Linked DNA regions of Sus scrofa: all the other regions are linked to region 1. A link is a contact called in public Hi-C and HiChIP or PLAC-seq data. All regions are on one chromosome and are shown on one strand. Each heading gives the region's core, a stretch centred on a gene start, on an enhancer-like site or on the middle of the called end of the contact. The rest is flanking DNA. Distances are from core to core; before and after follow the strand shown. Region 1 overlaps LOC106508008 (a long non-coding RNA gene). Region 2 overlaps LPP (lipoma-preferred partner). Region 3 overlaps LPP (lipoma-preferred partner). Region 4 holds the start of LPP (lipoma-preferred partner). Region 5 has its middle 46 kb from the start of LPP.

What was found. A called contact is a pair of places that touch in the nucleus more often than the background predicts. HiChIP or PLAC-seq counts read pairs in DNA pulled down with a chosen protein or histone mark.
Region 2: a contact with region 1 is called in a Hi-C map of skeletal muscle, with 2.9 times the contacts expected there. The contact joins two enhancer-like sites. A contact is called at or near these places in 3 of 5 promoter capture datasets (fetal liver, fetal skeletal muscle and skeletal muscle), 1 of 47 Hi-C or Micro-C datasets (skeletal muscle) and 2 of 2 datasets of contacts at active chromatin or transcription factors (alveolar macrophages and skeletal muscle).
Region 3: a contact with region 1 is called in an H3K27ac HiChIP or PLAC-seq map of skeletal muscle. The contact joins two enhancer-like sites. A contact is called at or near these places in 1 of 5 promoter capture datasets (liver), 2 of 47 Hi-C or Micro-C datasets (skeletal muscle and subcutaneous adipose tissue) and 2 of 2 datasets of contacts at active chromatin or transcription factors (alveolar macrophages and skeletal muscle).
Region 4: an H3K27ac HiChIP or PLAC-seq map of skeletal muscle shows a contact between it and region 1. The contact joins the promoter of LPP here to the enhancer-like site in region 1. A contact is called at or near these places in 3 of 5 promoter capture datasets (fetal liver, fetal skeletal muscle and liver), 19 of 47 Hi-C or Micro-C datasets (alveolar macrophages, embryonic fibroblasts, epiblast stem cells and 12 more) and 2 of 2 datasets of contacts at active chromatin or transcription factors (alveolar macrophages and skeletal muscle).
Region 5: an H3K27ac HiChIP or PLAC-seq map of skeletal muscle shows a contact between it and region 1, with 5 times the contacts expected there. The contact joins two enhancer-like sites. A contact is called at or near these places in 2 of 5 promoter capture datasets (fetal liver and liver), 3 of 47 Hi-C or Micro-C datasets (embryonic fibroblasts, fibroblasts and liver) and 2 of 2 datasets of contacts at active chromatin or transcription factors (alveolar macrophages and skeletal muscle).

Annotation. Positions count from the first base shown.
Region 1 is chr13:125,404,338-125,407,613 of Sscrofa11.1, forward strand. The region is part of intron 1 of LOC106508008 (a long non-coding RNA gene); the gene reads left to right. Among named protein-coding and RNA genes, the nearest start is that of BCL6, 16 kb to the left of the region's middle. Within about 2 kb of position 1,619, at least 33 of the 83 cell types and tissues checked have an H3K27ac peak or open chromatin away from gene starts, as enhancers often do. A contact at or near this core is called in fetal liver, fetal skeletal muscle, liver and 1 more, where this site is marked.
Region 2 is chr13:125,847,715-125,850,990 of Sscrofa11.1, forward strand. The region is part of intron 1 of LPP (lipoma-preferred partner); the gene reads left to right. Among named protein-coding and RNA genes, the nearest start is that of LPP, 67 kb to the left of the region's middle. Within about 2 kb of position 1,692, at least 11 of the 83 cell types and tissues checked have an H3K27ac peak or open chromatin away from gene starts, as enhancers often do. A contact at or near this core is called in skeletal muscle, where this site is marked.
Region 3 is chr13:125,807,538-125,810,813 of Sscrofa11.1, forward strand. The region is part of intron 1 of LPP (lipoma-preferred partner); the gene reads left to right. Among named protein-coding and RNA genes, the nearest start is that of LPP, 27 kb to the left of the region's middle. Within about 2 kb of position 1,659, at least 13 of the 83 cell types and tissues checked have an H3K27ac peak or open chromatin away from gene starts, as enhancers often do. A contact at or near this core is called in skeletal muscle, where this site is marked.
Region 4 is chr13:125,780,847-125,784,122 of Sscrofa11.1, forward strand. It overlaps LPP (lipoma-preferred partner), which reads left to right and starts at 1,527. Exons shown (of 11, transcript XM_021071250.1): 1 at 1,527-1,783. It overlaps LOC106508360, which reads right to left. Exons shown (of 3, transcript XM_021069821.1): 2 at 1,663-2,281; 3 at 1-1,133. The coding sequence ends at 936.
Region 5 is chr13:125,734,651-125,737,926 of Sscrofa11.1, forward strand. No RefSeq gene overlaps it. Among named protein-coding and RNA genes, the nearest start is that of LPP, 46 kb to the right of the region's middle. Within about 2 kb of position 1,716, at least 5 of the 83 cell types and tissues checked have an H3K27ac peak or open chromatin away from gene starts, as enhancers often do. A contact at or near this core is called in skeletal muscle, where this site is marked.

The sequences.
Region 1 (3,276 bases), core at 369-2,868:
TCCGCGCTCACTCCAGCAGGATTAAAGAAAGGATTGACTTGAATATATTTAAATTCTTTTAAATCATCCTTAAGAAGCTCTATAGAGAGATTCCATTTCTGGGGTCTTAGGTGTGATTCCTGTGGACTTGGAGGAGCTATGTATCAACCAGTCCTGTGATTTAATGGTTACTGACTTTTAATACTCAAGAGTACAGGACCAGACCAGCCCCTTTGCCTGGTGGCCTGGGTGGTCTGGGCATAGTAAGAGGTTCTCAATCACCAGTTCTGAGTAAAGATAAGCTTTGTTACAAAATAAAATAGCTTGGCCCTAATATTACTTCTAGTTAAGAAGAGGAACAGATTTTTGCCTCCAGTTCCCCTCATGAAACCTTGCCCACAGTTCAGTCATCTCTGAAAAGGAAACTATACTTGGAATAAACACTGTCATGGCCTATTTCTAAGGGGCTCCAAACCGGAAATGAGTTTCACCTGTCAGGAGCTTTTGGCACCTTGGTAGATCTTTAAACTTTCACATCACAGAATTATAGATTGTGGAACGGGAAGGATCCCTGCAGATCTATGACTCAACTCCTGGAGGCTTCCTTCTTTCAAGAGGACAGGACAGCCCTCACTGAGGCATGTGGGACCCCAGGACACAACTGAAAACAGATCTTTGTGGTGTAATGGTTTTGTGTCATTTTAGAGAATCAGGGTGATCTGACTACCTGGATTTGGAGGTGAGTATCTTGTTTTCTGGCAGAACTGAGGAAAGGAAGGCTGCTTTGGGCTCTGTGTAAATCGTAAGCCAGTTCTCGGAACAAACTTCAAGTCCCGATGAATATTGGGCTTGGAGGGTCATTTGGGACTTGGTTATGCTTGTCACCCCTGCTACAGCACTCAACACTATTTGTGAAGGATAAGGGAGATCTTATTTATCCATTCGTTTTATTTCAAATCTTTTACTTAGAGCTATTGTAAGCGAGCTCCCTATATTATCTTTAGAGAAAGAAAGAAATTTTCTTGGTATGATTTAGAGAAATTGAGCAGAAACTTTTGAGACATTAAAAAAAATAAGGAAGATGATTTCCAGCCACTACCTTCAGAAAAAGAAGTGTCAACGTTTAATTTTGATCCATATGCTGCCTGCTTTCAGCCTGTATTAATTCTGAGCCTTTTTTTTTCTTTAGAAACCTTTTCAGCCTAGCTCAGAGTTTTCCCCCAAAACACTGATTTTTTTTTCCTACACTTTTCTCACTTATTTAAAATGGAAATAAATATCAGGAGCTTAAAATAGAGAAGCGATGGGGGTGCATAATCATTTGTTTATTGCCTTCAATCACTGTTTTGAATAACAGGGTTTTCACTTCCTATGAAACCTTAGCATGAGGGAAAGCAGCAGCTGGACCAGGAGGGAGATGCAGGGAGGAAAGCACTTGAGTGTTTGTCAACTCAGGGTGTCTGGCCCACCCTCCCGCCAGGCTGCCTTACTTAGCTGTCTTTACTACCTAAGGCTAGAAGTGGAAAAACTTGATTTGCGTGTTGTGCCTGCATTTTTTTTTTTTCCTTCTCCACACCGCCCTCTGTACACCTGACCATGCCAAAGCCTATCTGAAGCCGGCTTGACTGCAGGCAGAGCTGGAGAGCAGAAGAATGTGCAGAGGGAGGGAGTGCTCGGTACTTTTCCATTCACATCTCCACAGTGGCTTTTCTTGTTTATTTCAACCTCCACCCGCAGAACCCTTTCAGCTGCCTGAAATCCGAGTCATTAAACTGTTCCCTGAGGTCAGACCACAGATGCTTGGTGCATGTTTCCTACGTGTCCACGTCTATGTAACATATGTACATACAGAGAAATAGGCACAAACGTGTAACTCCATGGGGGCACAGTGTGAGGTAAAAGAAAAACAAAACAAAACATGGATTTCTTGCCAAAGAACCTTGGTTTCTAATTACGGTTCTGCCTGGAACTCCTTATGGGACATGGGGCGAAACCACGTGTCAGGACTCAGTTTCCTCAACAGTTTGAAGGAGTAACCCAGATGTTTTGTAGGCTGTCTCTCTATTCTAACTTTTATACTTTTATAGCTAAATACACATTTAGATAACTTTAAGGTGAGGGGGGCTGGAAAAGAGGCAAGTGTATATGTGTCCCTGAGGTGAGAGAAGGAGTTAAAATGTAAACTTCTAAGTAAAGAAGGCACTCCCAGAATCCTCACCTCTATCAATTTTTAACCAATTGTGGACCAAAGTCTGGGATTCTGCTGAGTAAGTCCAAAAGCCAACTGAAGATTTTCAATGTTAAGAGCTGGAGGAAGCCAATTCTAAGACGTTATACCTTTGATCTCCAGCATTTATAATCAGATGTGACAGTTCCCAAGCATCTTTTCTGCACTATGTTTTTTGTTTTTTTTTTCCTTCTTTTTCTGTTTGTTTTTGGAAATTGTCCCAGTCAGTGATAGGACTTGTAAGCTGGACACTCTTTAAGCCGCTAGGCTCCACATGGATGTAAAAAATATGTCATAATAGTCATAAACACACACACACACACACACACACACACACACACACGAAGAAAAAGGAGGGAAAAAAAAAAAAACCTAGAGAGAGATTCCTGGTGAGAAACTTAGAAGTACTTCAGCCGTCATCGCATTAAAGGTAATTATTTGAAGTCAGAGGAAATAACAGATGAGAAGTTTGCCCTTATTAAAATAAATAAATAAATAAATAAGCCTTGCTCTACCAGAACAAACTTGAAGGCAATGAAAGAGATATTTTCCATCAATACTTTGTATCCTTTTTAGATCTCCACTCTTTAAAAAGAAAGGTCTAAGGCCTGCTTATCTGGACAAAGAAAGTCCTTTAACAGACTTTGGCATCTGCAGGAAATAATAAAGTAACTCCTATTTATTAAACGCCAACCTCCCCACCAACTGTGCCCTTCCACTCAGACCTTCTGGAATATGGATGCCCACATACAAGAAGAGATGGAGCCAATTACATTCTCTAAGGGAAAACTATTGAGAGTTGTCATGTGCAACCCTGGGAGGGTCCTCAGCAATTTTCCAATCCAACATGACCGATAGTGTGTAATTGAAAATTGAGGCCCACACAGAATGCATTTGCCACATGCACTGCATCAAACTGAACCAGATCCAGAACTCTGATGTCCTGGTTTTAAATCCATTGTGTTTTTCCATGGCTTATTGTGAAAAGAGGATGTGGGGTAAGCAGCCCTGCAAAAGAGCCATTTGCCATGACCTTCCCTTCAGAGAAGGCCCCACCTTTGGTCTTTTGA
Region 2 (3,276 bases), core at 442-2,941, 440 kb after region 1:
TATATGGCTCAGTAGTGTTAAATACAGTCATATATCCTGGGCAACAATCTTCAGACCTCTTCATCTTGCAAAACTGAAACTCTGTACCCATTAAACATTCACTCTTCATTCTCCCCTCCCCAGTCAGTCCCTGACAACCATCATTCTACTTTCTGTCTCCATGAATTTGACTTCTGTAGGCCTCTTATAGAAGTGGAATCAAACAGTGTTAGTCTTTTTGTGACTGACTTATTTCACTCAGCATGTATCCAAGGTTTATCCATGTTGCAGCTTCTGTCAGAACTTCCTTCCTTTTGATGGCTGACTAATAATACATTGTATATATACACCATATTTTGTTAATCCATTTGGGTACTAACTTTTTTTCTTCTTACTGTACCTGTGGCATGTGGAAGTTCCTAGGCCAGGGACTGAACCAACACCACAGCAGCACGCTGAGCTGCAGCAATGACACTGGATCCTTACTCTGCTAAGCCACAAGGGAACTCCTGGGTACTATTTATTTACCTTCATTTTACAGCGGAAGAATCTGAGGCTTTGAGGGGTTAATAAAAGTTCCCCAACATCACACAGTCAGTAGTGGAGCTAGGATTTGAACCCAGGGAGTGTGACTTCAAGGAATTCAGCTAGTGAGAGTGTGAAAAACCAGGGTGAATCTCGCCTGGATGGTGACACCTTCTCACACATTGCTGTGACATTTCATTACTGTTATGTCTAAGGAATAGCCAGCCTGGAGCAGAGGACAGGGCCTAAAGATGAGATTTTCTAAGCTGGCTCTGCTGCTAACTCTGAGTCTGACTTGGGTGATGATGTGTGCCCCTTTCTGAGTGTCATTTTTCCTACCTGGAAGATGGGGCCGTAGTTGATGACTGTGAACGTTTGATCATTGCGGAGTTGGACTCTAAGCATTCTACTTGGTTTATTGCCTTCAATTCTCCTGGCACTCCCACAAGGCAGATGTTGTTGTCCCCCCCCCCAGCCTTTTTTTTTGTCTTTTTGTCTTTTAGGGCCACACCCGAGGCATATGGAAGTCCCCAGGCTATGGGTTGAATCGGAGCTTTAGCTGCCAGCCTACTCCAGAGCCACAGTAACTCGGGATCTGAGCTGTGTCTGCGACCTTACACCACAGCTCACAACAATGTCAGATCCTTAACCCACTGAGCGAGGCCAGGGATCGAACCTGAGTCCTCATGGATGCTAGTCAGGTTTGTTAACCACTGAGTCACGACGGGAACTCCATATTGTCCCCTTTTTACCTGAGAAAAGTTAGGTCTAGAGAAGTGGAAAATTTTATCTAAACTCCTCCAGTTCCTGAGAGCAAAGCATTAGTGATCAGCATCTGACTCTGAAGCCCAGGATATTAGTGCTGGGCTTCTTGCCTTTAAGCAACCTTTAAGGTTTCTGTCTTCTGTGGCATGCATTCATCTAATTTTATTAAAGCTTTATTGGATTCCCACTTATGTGCCTCATACTCTTCTGGGCACTGATCCAGTACCGGGTTTAGAGTGAGAAAAAGACACGAAAAAATGATCCCTTGGAACTTACATTCTAGTAGGGAAGTGTGGAGGAGGCAGATAATAAATGAGCATGTAAACAGCAGAGAATGATAAGTAACACTGAGGAGTGTTCCCAGAGGTGCTCTGCCTGTGAGGGAATGGAGGAAGGGCCCTGGGAAGTGATGTGTAAGCTGAGCTCTAAATGACAAGGAGCCAGCCCTGTGGCAGGCAGTGGGGAGAACATTGTAGGCAGAGGACATGGTCAGTGCCAGGGCTGTGGGGTGGTAATGAGTTTGTGTCTTAGAAACAGAGGAGCCCAGTGTGCTAGGAATAGGGGGCTGCAGGAGGAGAACATGAGATGAGGGCGAGGCGAGAGCTGGTAGGTGTCAGTGGGCTCAAGAAGGGGCTTGGACCTGAGTGGGGGTGTGATGGGAAGCATCTGAGTTGTGTTTACCAGCATCACTGGGGCTACTGTGGGGGAGATGGATGGCAAGGAGGAGGCAAGAGTAGAAGCAAGGTGAGGTGACTCTTGAAATAGTCCAGGTGAGAGGTGGAGGTAACAGTTATTAGGGCAGTCAAAGTGGAGCCAGAGAAAAGAGGATGAGTTCATAACGTGTTTTGTTGGGATGGTCTACAGGATGTCAAGTGCAGTTCCCTACAGAGAAATGTCAAGCTCAAGTGAGCAGGAATCTGAGAGACCCTGATGGAGGTGAAAACATGTGCAGTGGGGAGTGTACAGACTTGCAGCTGGTCCAGACTAAGGAGTCTAAGTCCTCCCTGCTTTGGTTTCTAATCTTAAGCTTCTGGCCAAGGAATGGAGTGGCTTCCTGACTCTGACTTCCTGGCTGGGAGCTGTTGGAACACCCGAAAATAAGCCCTGAAGAACACGCTGCTTCCTTTGCTCTCTCTGGGTATTTGTATAAAGCATTCTTTCCCACCAAGAATACGGAACATTCAGAGTGATGTTGACTTTATGGGCCATATTTAACTTAGTGTTTTTCCTTGATGTGTCCTCTGTTTTTGCAGAGACTCCTGCCTCTTGTAAACTCCATGGTGAGAAGCCTTCAGCTACCTTATATCTTATGGGTCTGGAAGGCTCTGGGCGGGGGTGCCTGGAAAAGCTGGGCTTCAAAACCTCACCTTGGCCTGGGGACCCTGGCCCAAGAATACCCACCTGCTCCCTTATTTACATTTGAATTCACACTTGCTGGTCCTTCCACGCTCCCTGTAATTCCTCTTAATGGGCTGGGCTTTCCTGTAAACACTCCAATTTTCAGTGCAGAAACTGGTCTCAGAGAAGTTAGGCCACTTAGTCAGTGTAAGGAGGTGGCCGAGTCAGATTGGGAATCCAAGACCCCTGACTGAGCCTTGTGCTCTGGCCACCAGGTCAAAGTGACCGAGCTTGTAACCTTATGCCCCTGGGTGTCTCATGGCGATCTTATCCTGTACTCAGCCTAAGCCTAGAGATGCTCAGAGATCATAAACAAAGTCATCTGAAATTCACTCCTTTGGCTTCATCACATACTTCTTTCCAAACAGTTTATAGTGTATAGTTACTGGATTTTTTTTTTAAGGTCTTTAACATCATCTCTTAAAAACAATGTTTTGTTTTTGCTCATGCGAATTTCTTTTAAAATTTCTCTCCTATTACCCATTCATTTAGTCAACAAACATTTATTGAATTCTTACTGTATGCCAGGCATTGTGCTAGGTGCTGGGGATGGATTCAAAGATAATTTGGAGGCGTATGGAAGGGGAGTGGATAATTACAGCACAGTGA
Region 3 (3,276 bases), core at 409-2,908, 400 kb after region 1:
TGGATTAAGGGTGAAAGTACTTGTCTGTGGGAAGGTGCTTCATGGTTACAAAATACTGGAGAAGAGCATGGTGTTCATGCTATAGGAGAGTACCAAAGAGCTGTAGAAGCATGAGAGATGGGGAGATGAAGCAGCCACAGGACTCTGAAAAGTCATCCCAGGGAGAAGACAGGGATGCTGAGATGGTGGGACCTATGTGATGACTGTGTAGGGTTTAGGAGTCCACAAAAACATTGCCTGGGCTGATCCAGAGCACAATCTTCCCTTCTTCTCCATGGAGCTTTTGGCATGGGTGGGCCCAGGGGCTCTGTTTGGGTGGCCACTGTAGCACCCTTGATTCACATGGGTGAGAAGAGTTAGGCTCTTGCGGCCTAACTAGGAGGGAGTGTTGGAGGAGGATGGTGCTTCTGGGATGTCCAGGCTGTCTGGGTGCTTTACAGCCAATCTGTGTTTGGATCAGGTTCCCCTCATGCTATACCCCAGTTAGGCTGCCCCGCCCCATGTCTTCTTTTCTCCACACATCTTGATTGGTCCCCCTCTTCTCTGCTGCCTTGGGACTACTCCAAGCAACCAGGCCGCTTGCTGCCTACTACTTTATTTTCCAAGGTCTCTGAATCTCCCTTTCTTCAGATCTTCACTCAGAGCAGTATGGTATCATTTTCCCAATGTTTGTCTTCTGCCCACTGCATCAAACTTTTCTTCCTTGGTTGGAATTAAATCCTGAGTGATCACTTACCTCTTTGCTTCCCTCAACTGTGGGTCTCACTGATGGTGAGTCAGAGCGAGAATCCATCAGGCGTTTTCTTGGTGCAAAAGGAGAGTCATAGCCGACTTATGGAGTTGACTCTGTGTCCGTTGTCTGCCATTCTCAGAACAGGGCGGGGAAGGTGAATAAAGTACCCTTTCGGCCGTCTGGGGCCTTGTGGTCAACACAGGAAACAGACATGCAAACCAGATTGAGGCATGGGTGAAGCAGTGCCGTGTCGCTGGGTGTGTGTATAAGCAGAGGAAGCATCCTGGCAGCAGGGTGATGGAGAGAGCCTGTCAGGTTTCCACAGTGATGGCCCTGTGGACATGGAGACATGTTTGGCCATCAAGAAAGAAAAAGACGTTTTGAGAACGTTGATGTGGGCCCTGTAGAGCCAATCCTCCACATTCCCTGTTGATCGTTGAAGCCTGCTCACCCCCAGGGCTTTTGAATTTGGTTGGAAGGCTGTGCTGAATCTTCCTCAGTGACCCTCTTTTGCCTTCCCTTCATCTCTGGCTCATCCTTGAACCTCTGACAGATGGCCCTCCACGTAGCCCTGTGAGCTCCTCCCTGGCTCCTACCCCAGCCCTGCAGCACATTTCCTGTTTCGGGCCTCAGGGCCCCTGGAGGCCTGGCAGTCTGGCCAAACCTGTCTCTCTCCCCTGGTTTCCCTTGTGATTCTGGAGCCCTTGTCCTTCTAGAGTGCCTGTATCTGCTACACATTTGTTTGCCCAACTCATGCTCTGCACTTCTAGATTCCTCCCCTGCTCAGATTTCCATTTAAAGCCACTGTGAACAGGTCTGAGTGTCCACTGCCAGCACCATTCCCGGTTTACTGGAACCCCATTTCTCTTCCTGCTGGGAAGCCACCCTTGACTGCAACTTGAGCAGGGCCTCTCTGCAGCCTTTTTTTTTCCTCCAAGAGCATGACCTCTGGCTGGAGAAGGGATCATCTGGCCCTGTCTTAGCTCATCCTCCATGTGTGAGGCTTTTTTCCTCTAACTCCTCGTCCACTCAACCTCCTGCCTTAGGTCTACTGAACAGAATGGCACCTGCAGGCCTGTTCTTTTTCCTGGCATCTGTGCCTAACACTCAGAAGTAACTTGTGAAAAAACAGGGATGCTTCGTTGGGTCTACTTTTAGAAGGACGTCAGAATGGCCTCTGGCAATGCCTGGGGGCGGTAAGAAAGTGTTGGTTTGATTTTCCAGTTAATTTTATTTCTAGGCATAAATACATGCATGGCCTTGTTCGGAGAAAACGAATCGTTTTGTGAGTGGAACTGAGTGGAAGACCCTTACCTACCAGTTTTCTTCCTGCTCTGCTTGAGCTTCTGCGATTCCCGGCTCTGCTTCAGGGCAAGCATTTCTCCAGCTTCCCTGGGGGCTTCCTGCCCTCTCACTCACCATCTCCCCTGGCCTTTGGGTAAAATCTTTCCCTGGGCACACCTCCACCCTGCCATCATCTGACCTTGCCTTGGTTCTAGGAATGTCTCCTGCCACCCCCTGCCTGCCTCACTCTCTGCTTCAGCTAATGAGAGTGTTACTGGTCACACTGTCTCGCACGCCTGTATGTCTTCACATGTGCTTTCTTCTTGGCCCTGGGCCCTTTGTTTCTATCTGGTGAACACCTGCTCATCCCTCAAAATGTAGCACAGATGTCTCCTCCTCTCCAACCTCCTCTCAATCCCTCAGGAAGAACTGAAAGCAAAAAACAAATGCAAATTTTCTAAGTATTGCTCTCAGAGTAGTACATACTCATAATAAAATATTTCAAATATACAGAACCAAATAAAGAAGGAAATGAGACTCACCTGTAAATCCACAATTTAGATACAAACACTGTTTGTTTCTAATATTCTTGAGTAATTCATTACATTTTTGTGCATTTGCGTTCTTCTGACATGTTGTCTTACAGTATATACAGTTTTGTGTACTACCCTTTCACCAAAAAATAAAGCATGAACATGGCATTAGGAATTCCTAATATATGTTATTTTTGATGACTGGATATTATTCCATCATAAGAATATGCTGTAATTTTTAATTTTTTTTGATAGCTGACATTTGAGTTTCTAGTTTTTCATCATTGTAAATAGCACTGTGATGAACATCCTTTTTATCAATTCTTTATCTACACCTCCGATTATTTTCCAAGATAGATTAGTGAGACATCAGATTGCTTGCTCAAGGTACAAAAACTTTTTTTTACTGTTAATTTCAAAGTAATCCATGGTCACTGGAGAAAATTAGGAACATTACGGAAAAACACAGAGAAGTAAATGAAAAACTGCAAGTAGCCACTTGCAACAACCAATGTGAAATTTAAGTATAATTGGCTCTCTGCATCTCTTTATCTTTCTAGCCCAGGGATCAACAAACATCTTCTGTAAAGGGCCAGAGAGCAAATATTTCAGGTTTTGTAGGCTTTTTATTGTCTATGTCACACCTTCTTCTTACTTCAAACAAACAAACAAACACCTCTTTAAAAAATATAAAAACCATTACTGGCTAGTGAGTCATATAAATAT
Region 4 (3,276 bases), core at 277-2,776, 380 kb after region 1:
TGGGACCCCCACAACCACACGTGCCATTATCCTATTCCATCCCTATCATACCCAGGAATGTGTGAATTCAAAAACTTTGCACAAAAAAGATGCTTGATAAAAGGCAGGAGCAAAAATGTTTCTGCATTTTTTAATTCTTGGTTAAAAAAAAAAAAAATCCCACCAAATACCCCCAAAAGCAAGTTTTCTAGGTTTCATGAATTAGTAACTCACTGGGTACTCTCACTATTTATTAATAGGAATTAGAAGATCAGGGCCTCCTTGTTGAGTGGAAAAATCATGGGATTAGTCAGGGGACCTGGATGGGGGAAGGTGGGTTCAGGTGTTTCGTTCTGTTGCTTATTTTGTGTTGGGCAAGCCTCTTTACCCGATTTTTTCCTTAAATGGAAACAAGGGACTACAATTTGTCCTAACAAAAAAACATAATATGCCAGTGAGAAAAAAGTGCTTTATCACGTGCTGAGGTGAGGAATGATTAGACATCAGTAGGATAGAAATACAAGGAAACAAAGTCCCCAGCCTTAGAGTGCCTTCCAGGCAATGGCTGCTGCCCCTTTCCTAACCTTTTAACATAATAAATGGTGGCTCTCCTGGTTGCTCACATTTAAATGTCTGAGGAAAAATATCCAACCCCAAACTTCCAGTATCAGGTCTGCCTTTATTCAAACCAGTTCACCCAGTTTGCAAACTTTTTTGAAGCTGGAAGCACCCAGTAAGCTTTCTGGGTTTCCAGTCAGGGCTGTGAAGTAAATGTTAAACTCCTGGGGTTCATTTATTTAAGCAAGAGACAGAGGAAGTTGCCTTGAAGCAACTAATTGGTATGGCTATTCAACGCTCACTGGCAGTCAGAGCCTTCTAGGAACTGACTTCATCGCGGCCCAGGCAAGTTCGGAATCTCTGTCTAGGGTGGTCCTTGTAGCCCGAAGACATTTGGTTCACTGCTCTGCAGGAAGCAGGGAGCCAGGGTGACGGGAACAGGGCTGGAAAGATGAGCATCCGGGTCTCATGCCTGGATCTGTGGAGTACATGACCTTGCACAAGTCACTTCTCTTCTGAGGGCTTCGGTTTCCCCATGTGTGTAGTGGACGGGTTGGAAGTTGATGTTGGTGCTCTGACATCCAGTACTTTTGAGCCTGGCTGGGAATTCGGGGCGGGGCTCAAGAGCAAGTCTCCGAAGGGGATTCAAAGGCTGGATCTGGTTTGCTCAGGCTTACCGCCCCCCCTCACCCCGCCAATCTGGCGCCCTAAACAGTGGACGCGCTTTCCCCCATTTCTTCAATAGCCCCTCACCCCGGCAGTGTCCTCCTTCTTCGTTTCCTTCCTCTTCCTCCAGTGCAGGCAAAGCCTCCACATCTCCCTCTTTCCTTCCTCCTTTGCAAGCTCCCCGCGTCTTCTCTCCCTCCCAGGAAATCAACGGCCCTCGGGTGCACCCACCTTGGAGCAAGGCCATGGCTCGCGGAGGGCGCCCCCTCCCCCGGCGGCGAGCGCGGCGCGGCGGCCCCGCGGGCACCCGCCTTCCCATACCTTACATGGACAAATGCGTGCAGGCAAAGTCAGGAATTCAGGCCCCTGACGTCAGCCTCCAGCTCTCAGGGCACCGCACGGGAGACCGAGGGGAGGGGGTGGGGACGGTGGGGAGGAAGGAGGGGGAAAGGCACCAACCAGCAGCCGCTCCAGCCCTGCCGAAGTTTCACTTTTTGTCTGTGGGTTCGCTCCCGGGCCCCGCGCGAGCTTTCCCGGGATAAGTAGCTTTAGGAAGCGGGGGAGAGCCGGGCGCTGTAAGGTAAGGGCTGGCGGCGCGGCGCGGGGCGCGGTGCGGGGCTCGGGGCCGGGCCTGGCCGGGGCTGGGGACAATAGGAGGGGGAGTGCCCGGGCACCTCCTCCTTCGCCGCTGCCTCCGCCTCCAGCCGCCGCTGCCGCCGCCGCTGCCCCGGTCTCCTCCTCCCCGAGGTATTGCTGCAAATCCTCCTTCCTTCCCCCCCACCCTCCGCCCGCGGGCGCCTCGGGAACCCCCAGCCCTCCCCGGGCGCGAGCGCCTCCGGGGTGGCAGGAGCGCGGGCCGCAGGGCGCCGAGCGCGCGTCCGGCCCGGGCCGCAGGGCCCGCCGTGCGGAAGTGCTGGCCGCGGCGCGATCACGGGGTGCATGCGTGGGGGAGGGGGACCCCGAGTTTTTCGGGAAGCGTTGGCCCGGGGTTGGGCGGGGTTGGAGCCCTTCCCTGGGCGCCCCCTGCCCGGGCTTTTCAGGGCTCCCAGGGGGCGGGGCCACACCCAGCCGCTTAGAGCTTTCGCGGAATCACAGTTGTCACAGTGGAAGGGGCCTAAGAGTACAGGCTTCGAGTTCCCCCATTTTCCTGTTGAGGCAACTGAGACCCAGAGAGAAGGAGAGCCTCCCCCAAAGTCACTTATTAGAAGCCGGGCCATAATTAAAATAGATGGCTCCCAACTCCTAGGTCTTTTTTTTCAAGCATTTCTTCCTTCGGCACACACTGGTGCGGGCGCTGTACTGGGTTGTAGGGTCCTAGAGGCATTTAGGGCCCAGACTCTGACCTCAGTGGAGCGCTCAGCTGAGGAGCCAAGCCTGACCCAAGGTAGACGATGCTAAGTGCTGGAGAAAAGGCACGAATAAAGTTTGAAGGGGCTCTGGATAAAGGATTTGCTTTTCTGGTTCCTAAGGAGGGGTCAGAGGCTTTTGAAGGGTGGAGGGTTTTCTGAAGCCAGTCAGGGACAAGGGCAGAGGCCATTTGCAAGAGAGAACTGCAGAGCAGAGAAGACTAAATAAAATGTGGAGAGTGGAGATGAAGCTGTAAATGTTACTGTGCAAGGAGGCAGGGGCATGAGGTTGGACGGCCGGGGGTGGGGGTACATGAGATGAAATAATCAGTGGAATTGTGCCTCAGTTCTTGAACGGAGGGGTGTCTTTGTGACTTTGGGGTGCTAGAGGTGCTGAAAGATCTCTCCGGCTTCCCTTTCCTTCCCAGGGATCCAAAGCCATCTGGCCCTCAACACTACACGCAAAAAATGTAGGTTCGTTATTTGAGCTTCTTTACTTGTACCAGAGTCACTTAACTTTGTATCCATCCCCTCTCTCTTTTCATTTCCTCACCCTTTTCTAAATTGCTTGCTTTCCAATAAAACTCATTCTCACTAAAGTGTTAGTGACTTAGTGGCCTACCTCCTCCAGCACAAGTGCATTTTAAGAAAGCTTTTAAGTGGTAGGAGGGAAAGCAACTAACATCCTCCCTTCCCCACATCTTCACCCTCCCAGCTCTTAGGGGTA
Region 5 (3,276 bases), core at 466-2,965, 330 kb after region 1:
TCTAATTAAAATAATATATGGTTCTTTCATGAGAGTAACCAGTTAGATCTAGAGAAAAAAAAAAAAAAAGAAGAAGAAGATAGGCTAAATAGGGTAGTAGGATAATAAGGACAGGGGTCTGGGGAGATGGGGGGTAGAGAGGGTAGTGGGGAGAATTTGGGCATTGATGGAATTCTGAGACCATAGCCTACTTTTTCACCTCACATTCCCCAAGAGGAAACTGAGGCCAGGTGGTTAAGGTTTAAACTTTGTGACTTTTTGACCCAGGAAGTTTTGAGAATCATAATAAGGAAATGATTATAGCATGCTGTGAGCTCTTCAGAGACAAGCAGTATTTAAATACAAGGTATTATTACCTCCATAGAGCTCTTTTGATTACCACTGTGCTTGAAAATGTGGGCAAACCACTTTTATTTTTCAAAACTCAGGTGTGTTTTTTCTTTTTTTAAAAAAAAAAAAAAGTTCACATGTACAGTACCTACCCTATCCCCATTATAAGTTAATTCTCGCTGCCTTGTCGCAGGATAATTTAAATGTTCAAAGGTATATTATATTAATTTTATCAGCTAAATTGGCTGTCCCACATTTAAGACATCTATTCCTTCCAGCTCACTCTTCTCCCACTATTTGAAGGACTGTTACATTAACAGTGAAACAATATTATACTGGGATTTTAAATGTCAGGACCTAATATCATTCAACAGATGTACTAGAGAGGAACATAGCACTCATAGACTCTGAATAAATCAGATTAGCCCTGAAATATTTGGCTCCTTGATACAGGGCCTGCAGTTAAACCTTAGAAGTCAACCCCACAAAATTCAGACTGTTCTTCTTTCAGAACTGAGGGACCTGAATGTTTAGTTTCTACAGTGCTCTCGGACTTTAGGTCAGAGTGTGGGGGTTCCCGTTGTGGTTCAGTGGGATAAGAACCCGTGAGGATATGGGTTCAATCCCTGACCTCAACAAGTGGGTTAAGGATCCAGCATTGCCATGAGCTGCTGTGTAGTTCTCGGATGTCACTCTGATCCAACAACGTTGCTGTGGATGTGGCATGAGCTGGCAGCTGAAGCTTCAACTTGACCCTAGCCTGGGAACTTCCATATGCCACAGGTGGAGCCCTTAAAAAAAAAAAAAAAAAAAAAATCAGCAGTGTAGTTCAAGCCCTGATTTTATTGTGCATGAGCAAATTGACTTTGGTAAATCATTTCACTTCTCTGGTCCTGCTTTCTCTCTGTAAACTGGGGTCGTCTCCCCACCTTGCCTACTTCACAAGGCTGCTCTAAGGATCAAAATGATGTGATGTGGAAAGCCCCATCGGGTCCTGCTGCTTACTAGCTGTGTGACCTTAAATAAGTTGCTTTTCTACTCTGAACCTCAGGTTTCTCATCAGAGGAAAGAGGTTCTTGATGGTACTTTTCTCAGAGGGTTGTTTTGAGGAGTTTAAAGCCTCACCCATGTGAAGGCTCGGTCCATGTGGGCACTTATTAAAAAGCTGTAACACTCCATGTGCCTAAAGGGTTACTGTTGTTTCTCCCTAGTTCTGCTTTCAGTGCACGGCAGACCTAAAGATAACCCTATATCTATTGTCTCGGAACCGCCTGGGTGCTCTTACTCAAAGGAAAGGAAAAAGGAAATACACTGTGGCCCAGAATGGGATTCCAGAGAAATCCAAAATGAGCTGTGGTCTAAAAGCGACTTCTCTCCAAGCCTATTTTTAACCAGCTGTGAACTTCTCTAATACGCAAAGAGTGATGCTGGGCTCCCTGAATAACTCCACTGAGGAGCTGCAGCCCACTTCTGCTACTATGTGAATTTATGGAGTTCTGGTCTCACACTTCATTAATGAAATACACGGTGGTGCTGAGACAGGGGGCCAGACACCTATAACTCTTGTCCCAACCTCCCCGTTATAAATCTCCGTGCCTCATTCACTGAAGTGGAACAACTGAAGGGCTGTTAGCACCTGCTCCTTTGTAGTGTGGGCTCTCTCCTTTTCAGGCTGTTTGCAACAGACAGCTTTATTAAGAGATCACCATTCAAAAGTCTAGGCCCAGGAGTTCCCATCGTGGCGCAGTGGTTAATGAATCACACTAGGAACTGTGAGGTTGCAGGTTCGATCCCTGGCCTTGCTCAGCGTGTTAAGGATCCGGCATTGCCGTGAGCTGTGGTATAGTTTGCAGACGCGGCTCAGATTCCTCGTTGCTGTGGCTGTGGCATAGGCCGGCAGCTTCTGGTCTGATTAGACCCCTAGCCTGGGAACCTCCATATGCCTTGGGAAGCAGCCCTAGAAAAGGCAAAAAGACAAAAAAAAAAAAAAAGTCTAGGCCCAAAGTACAGGCCCAACTTTGTTAAGAATGCTATCAGTTGCAAGTAGCAGAAAACCCAACTACACCAACTTAAACAAATGGAAATTTCTTTTTCTCACACAAAATATACACAAGAAGATGACTGCTGGTGCTAGCTGAGAGGGACCATAAAATCATCACAATTCTATTAAGTTGAAATTCCCTGCGCTTTTCCTCATGGTTACATTCTGGCGGCAGCAGCTACAATCATCATATACATATTTCAGTGAACATAAAGGTGGAGAGAAAAACTGCGGTATCAATATCAGGGAGTCAAAATATTTCTGGACCCCTGCAGCAATTTTACTCTTTTTACCTTTTTACTCTTTTCACCTCAATGGCTCAAGAACTTGTCAAATGGCCACTCTTTCTTCGAAGGGGATTAGGAATAAAAGAGTGATTGCCTAAGAGTGTCTGGCAGTACACACCCAGTAAAGGGCTGCTATTTGAAGGAACAAAAGTAAATCATTGAATGATGACTAAAGAAACAGATGAGTGAGCATTGGACACAGAGGCCTATCCTGAGATTGATTCAGCTCACTTATCATTTTTTCTAATCCCCTATCCAGGTGTCACCCATTCGCATCCCTTTGATAGCTCTCCAAAGTCCCATAATACCATATTTCCTCCTATACTTAACTTACTACTCAATTATCTATTTTTTTGACTAGTATTTAAGCCCTTTAGTGGCAAAGTGTGCATCTTATTCACCACTGGCACAATTCCTAGAACATGCTAGTTAATGTGTAAATAATTGTTGTTGTATTGAGTATGCTCTCAAAAAAAATTTTTCCAGAAAACATTAAAAGACTTATGACTTAGCACACACATACACATATACTTTTTTAATTTTCTTTTTTTTAATTTTTTTTTTTAAAAAAGAAACAATTCATAAGAAGAACCCTATAGTTAGGATATTAGAGTAAGG